2 separate regions of the Gossypium arboreum genome follow, and region 1 is linked to region 2. A link is a contact called in public Hi-C data. All regions are on one chromosome and are shown on one strand. The core of a region is the stretch at or near the end of the contact, and the rest is flanking DNA. Distances in the headings are between cores, read along the strand shown.

What was found. Hi-C and Micro-C count contacts between places; a contact is called where the count stands out from the background.
Region 1: a Hi-C map of leaf shows a contact between it and region 2, with 2.3 times the contacts expected there. The contact joins the promoter of LOC108473994 here to the promoter of LOC108465847 in region 2. A contact is called at or near these places in 2 of 5 Hi-C or Micro-C datasets (both in leaf).

The regions. Positions count from the first base shown.
Region 1 is chr11:37,014,494-37,017,458 of ASM2569848v2, reverse strand. It overlaps LOC108473994 (beta-1,4-xylosyltransferase IRX14-like), which reads right to left and starts at 1,616. Exons shown (of 3, transcript XM_017775840.2): 1 at 504-1,616; 2 at 1-383. The coding sequence starts at 1,243.
Region 2 is chr11:36,779,801-36,782,885 of ASM2569848v2, reverse strand. LOC108465847 (probable WRKY transcription factor 15) reads left to right here and starts at 1,659. Exons shown (of 3, transcript XM_017766231.2): 1 at 1,659-2,670; 2 at 2,750-2,875; 3 at 2,952-3,085. The coding sequence starts at 1,811.

The DNA of each region.
Region 1 (2,965 bases), core at 367-2,866, 230 kb before region 2:
TCGGCTTATCACTGCTATCTTTCCAAAGCAACCTAGAATTCAAAACAAACCCTGACCACTCCAACTTCCTGGGCAGCACAGTTGCCCGATCATCGATATAAACAGCACTTTTCCCAGCAAATGGCAATGTATTAAAAGTATGCCATCCTGCCAACATATCGGAGGCGTTACAAGCAGGGCCTTGAACAGGCATTCTAGGATTCTCCTCTTCATCCTTTTTCCGATCCGCCATCTCATCAGTATTAACCGAATGAGTAAGTATTCCAACTGAAACAGCCCCGAACCATTTCACATTTTGGATCTCATCAAAAAGTTCCATACTATGCATATTGCTATCATCGGCAAACATAACAATTCCATCCAATTTCTTCTCTCTAATAATTCTGTCCCAAAGTATCACGAAAACTTAATTAAATCTATAGTTCTAACAACCTAATCCCAAAACGTATGGATTTTAATGATTTTCACAATTGAATAAAATTTAAAATTAAACAAACAAGTACCTTAGAGCACGAAGACGCATCTTGGACTCTAATTTATGTCGTTCTTCCCAGGAATTCGGCATCCGTTGATTGAATCCGACGTGGATAGTTTTCAAACCCGATTTCGCAATAAGCGACGCCGTTTCGTTGCTGACGCCACCAGCTTCCACCACGATCCAAACCAGATCGTAGGGAACCAGCATTAGAGAGTGCATCACACCGGTCAAATGCAGCGCTTGGAAAGTGCGTACATACGTCGGAGTGACCACGATAACCGTCCTGGGATTCTTGATGCCGAATTGTGACCTCTGCTCCTTTTGAACTATTTCTATGATCCGGTGCGCCTTCATGACCTCAACCGGGTCCGGATGCGGCCACGGCCTGATCCGGATCCCGTGGCGCCCCACGACGACCCTCGAATTGGTGACCGTCTTGTTAAGCAAAGGCAAGTCAAGGTTGGCGACGGAGTTGTTGGAGAGAACGGAGTTGACATCGAGGGTTTTGACGAGCTCGGCAGTGGATCGGAACGGCGACGTATAGAAGTTAGTAGAAGAAGTGGAGAACAAAAAGAAGAAGACCAAGCGAGAAAAGCGGTAGCCGAGGAGCAAGCTGATTAAACAACAAAGAGCATGGAAGACAAGCCAGAAAATGGCGGCAGGGGATTTAATGGCACTGTCGGAAGACGAATCCAACGGCCCAGATGATCTGAAGCTGTTGGTTCGACGGTTGATGTAGCTCTGGTGCAACGCAGAAAGCTTCATCCTCTTCGAAATCTGTCCTCTCTGAAGCTCCTGCAACAGAGAGAAGAGGACGAAGAAGAAAACAATGGAAATATAACACGAATTATGATTATGTTTTCAAATATTTGGGTAGGTCGATTGGGTGGGGGAAGGTGGGGTTACGAAATCGATTACTTTGGAATTACGGTTGAATTGATTCAGGGTTACTGTCAGATTGCTGCTCTTGGGTTTGTGGCATGCCCATCTTCCTCTAAATTCTTTTTTGTTTGGGACATAAGCGCGTGGTTTAGGGGAATTTAGACACGCTTATAAAAGAAAATAAACCAAATGGAGGGTTTTAATTTGGGAAGAAATAAATTTCTTTTCCTAAATTTTCTGAATCAATAATTAGTTTAGGAAAATGAATTAATTAATTTTAATTTCAAAAGTATAAATTTTTTAAAAAAAAGGTGTGATTATTTAATTTTAAAGCAGAGAGAATAGGGTTTGATAAAGGGTAGAGTAGGAAGGAGAGAATGGGTTGGGTGGGCGGGTGGGTGGTTAGTTGGTTGTGATGATTAGGACCCCCGTCAACTGCTCGCTTCAAATTTTGAAGTTTTATTACTTTATTTTATAGGAAACATGAAAATAGTATTTTTCTCTTCTCTTATAAATCCAAATTAAGATGATTCCAAATCATTATCCATTCTATTTACTTTCCTCTTACAAACACACACTTCAAATTAACTTTTTTGTTCTGTCTATACACTGAATAAAAGCATTGGAAATGAAACCTTAACAACCACACTCCCAATCTTAATCAAACAAATTCCTTTCTAATATTACATGTAATGCCTGTTTTAAATCATGTTTCTTTTCATTTTGAAGAATATAATAAGTTGGAATTATATAAGAAAATAATTATAATATTAGTTTAAATAAAATTAGATAAAACATCATGCAACAATTATAATAATAGTTCATGATATATATAAAACATACTTACACTTAAATAATAAACACATTCAGTAATATTGATTAAAATGTAATTGTTAAAATTTTACTTCATTTTCAAAATAAACCTACACAAACTAAAGAAATAATGGATGTATAGGAAAAACAATTCTAAGAGTGATCCTTACACAAAACATAAATAACTTCCAAAATTTAAAATTAATATCATAATATTGTATTATCTCATTATCAATCAAAATAATTTTCAATCATCCTGTAGTTCTTTTATTCTTTGAATATGGGATTTTTTTTTACTCAATAATCCAAAAAATTAAATTAATAACTTAAATAGTATGGTCATATCATTATTTACCAAAATGAGGCGTTTTGAACAGTAACTAAGGGTGGTGCTTAACAAGAAGGCGACACCACCCATTTTTTGCCCACCATCATTAGGCTATCATTAAACCATAATAGGGATGAAAAAAAATTAATACTTTATTGTCACACCGCCCTACATGACGGCACCAGTATCACACTTATACCGAGTAAAATACGAGTAACATACGAGTTTTGAAAAAAAATAGTTTTTAATAGTTGGAGGAGAGATGTCAAGAGGCACCATTGGGTTGGAAGAGAGGTGTCAAGCGGCATCGAATGAAGGAAAGCTGGCAGGTGGCACCACTACAGCAGACACAACCAGACAGTCACAGGGTGATTTTTTTTTTTACGGCCTGCACTCTCTTGCACCCTTTTGTTGCTTTCTCCCTTCTCAAGCCAAATTTTCATGCGTTCACGGGTAAATTTATA
Region 2 (3,085 bases), core at 410-2,909:
GAGTTGAGAGATAAATTATTTGATATATAAGTTGTAAAGCTTTTAGACACCACAAAAATTTAGAGTGTAATAAATTTTCAATTAATTTTATTTAAATTTTTTAATATACCCTCTGAAATACATGTGACATTCTCAATTCATTTGTAAAATTTTTGAGATAATTTTCCGAAATTGAAACACATCACAAATTTTAATCAGTTTATGAATTTTTTAATAATTTCATTATAAGTTTTGATCATATCTATTATCTTTTATACAAGTCATAAAACTACCCGTAACCCATTTCTAACCCATAAGTAGGTGAACAATATATTTTAATACACTCAAATTACGTTCTATTGTATTGACTTCAATATTGACTTCAATATATATATCAATGAAACTAAAACTTAATTAACACTATGCCACACTACTAGCCGATTATTTAATTAATTTTAATAGAAAATATTAGTAACATACATGAATAATTGCATATAATATACTAATAAAACTTAATTAATAGTGGATTTGGACCAGACTGGTTAAGACATAGTTTTGACCGCATCATCCGCGTGTCCCAAGCTTCCTTAGACCAATTTGATCTGCATGGACCCCACAGATCAGGTCTAGAATAGCCATTTAAGTCAGTTAACCAAAATCTAGTTAGAAATTTTGAAGACAAAAAATAGTAAACTTGAGCAAAATTTATTAAATTATTCGCTAAAAATAATTATTGATTTATTTAAGTTATTAGATTATTAAAATAATATTTTTATTTAAACTGTTTATACTAATTGAAAATTCTCATTTTTCTTCTCTCCTATAGTTTAATTATTTTATAAAACAACTTTAAAATTATAAAGCGTAAACCATAATTCAAACTTCATTATATGTTATTTGAAACTAATTGTTAGGTTAACTTAAATCTGATGTATATTAATGATCTATCTTACCAATCGTTGAATCGTCGTTTGGAGTTTGTTAAACCGACTTTTAAAAAATTAACAAAGATAGTAACTTAAATAAAAAACTTTTAAATAATTCAATAATTATTTTGAAATTAAAGGACAAAAATATAAACTTAAAGGATAAAAATATAAACTTATTAATAATTTAATAATTTTTTAACATAAATATATAATTTATTTTGATAAAATAAATAATATGAAACCGTCTAATTTACTTTTGAGAAGAAACCGTCAATTTTGTTTAGGTTAAACTTTACCCACTAAAGTAAATTACTTGTAACCCTATTATTATACCTATCTAATGCTAAAGTAGAATCTCTAATTTTGTTAAAGAATAGATGAAGTAAACAAAATTATAAGAAGAAGAAGAAGAAGAAGAATGCATTAACAGTATAAGTAATTTAATTTAAAGAAAAACTAAAAAAATTTTCCCACGTAATATTAATGTTTAATAATTTAATATCTACGTAGATAAGTTATTAATTTAACAGCAAAAGATATGCCTTAAAAATCATTAAATAAAAAAAATTTGTTTTAGCGTACTTAAATTTATTTATTTCTATATTAATAATAATATTCATATTAATCCAACTTACACATAGTAAAAGTTAGAATATAATAATTTAATAATCTAATAATAATGATAAATAAAGTTAAAATCTCATTGATTGTTTTATTTAATTAATAAAGAAGTGAAATGTGATGCATATTAAGTTATAAAATAATCAAATGGTTGGATGTTCATGAAAAAAGGAATTATATGGTTGGAGTTGGATGTTATCAGTACCCATATAAGAGGGCAAATGTTAAAGTAACAAGTCAGTGACCTAATTGAGCAATAGGGTTCCATAGCCGATGGCACCATGTTGACCAAATTAGTCCAGTGCTCCCTTTATCAACAACCCTCTCTACGTTTTCTTTTCACTTTTTTTTTTCCTCTCTTCCTTTTTCCTCCCTTGAATGGTGTTGTTGCAGACATGGCCGTTGAACTCATGATGAGTTGCAGGAACGGTGACAGCTGCGCAGCCAAAATGGAAGAAAACGCCGTCAAAGAAGCCGCTTCCGGGCTCGAAAGTGTTGAGAAACTCATCAGATTACTTTCTCAAACTCAACAGCAGCAGCAAACTAACAGTAATAATCAAGAGAAATACCAAGCTTCCTCTATCTCAACAACATCTAATTCCCTGGATTTGGAAATGGACTGCAAAGCTGAGGCTGATGCCGCCGTTTCAAGGTTCAAGAGAGTTATCTCTCTTCTGGGTCGAACCAGGACCGGACATGCTCGTTTCAGACGAGCCCCTGTTCAACCCGATCAAGAGCAAGAAACCAAGGTTTATTACGCAACACCGATCCAGCAGATTCCGCCACCAGTGACTACTGCTTATCCTCTTCCTCCTCCTCCTCCTCCTCCTCATCATCATCATGATTTTATGACGGTGAAAACAGGGGGTTTAGAACGGATTGATTCGTCGAAAACCATTAATTTTTCGTATTCTTCTGCTGGGAATTCGTTTTTGTCATCCTTAACGGGAGATACTGATAGTAAGCAGCCATGTTCATCGTCATCTGCGTTTCAAATTACTAATTTTTCTCAGGTTTCCTCGGCTGGGAAGCCTCCTTTGTCGTCTTCTTCTTCTTTCAAGAGGAAGTGTAGCTCCGACAACTTGGGTTCTGGCAAGTGTACTAGTGGGTCTTCCGGTCGCTGCCATTGCTCTAAGAAAAGGTACTATTACTCAACCAATCGATTTCTTTTTTAACTTTCTTATCATGTTGTGTATTTAAAATTTTTGGTTTTTTGACAGAAAACTGAGATCGAAAAGGGTGGTGAGGGTTCCAGCAATAAGCCTGAAGATGGCCGATATTCCGCCAGATGATTACTCATGGAGAAAGTACGGTCAAAAACCGATCAAGGGATCCCCACACCCAAGGTATGTGGATTAGAAAAAGGTTTTGCACAAATTTCCACACATTGTTTTTCTGACTAGAAATTCCAACATACAACAGGGGTTACTATAAGTGCAGCAGTGTAAGAGGATGTCCAGCCCGTAAACATGTTGAAAGAGCCTTAGATGATCCATCGATGCTAGTAGTTACCTATGAAGGCGAGCACAACCATTCCCTATCTGTTGCTGAGACCA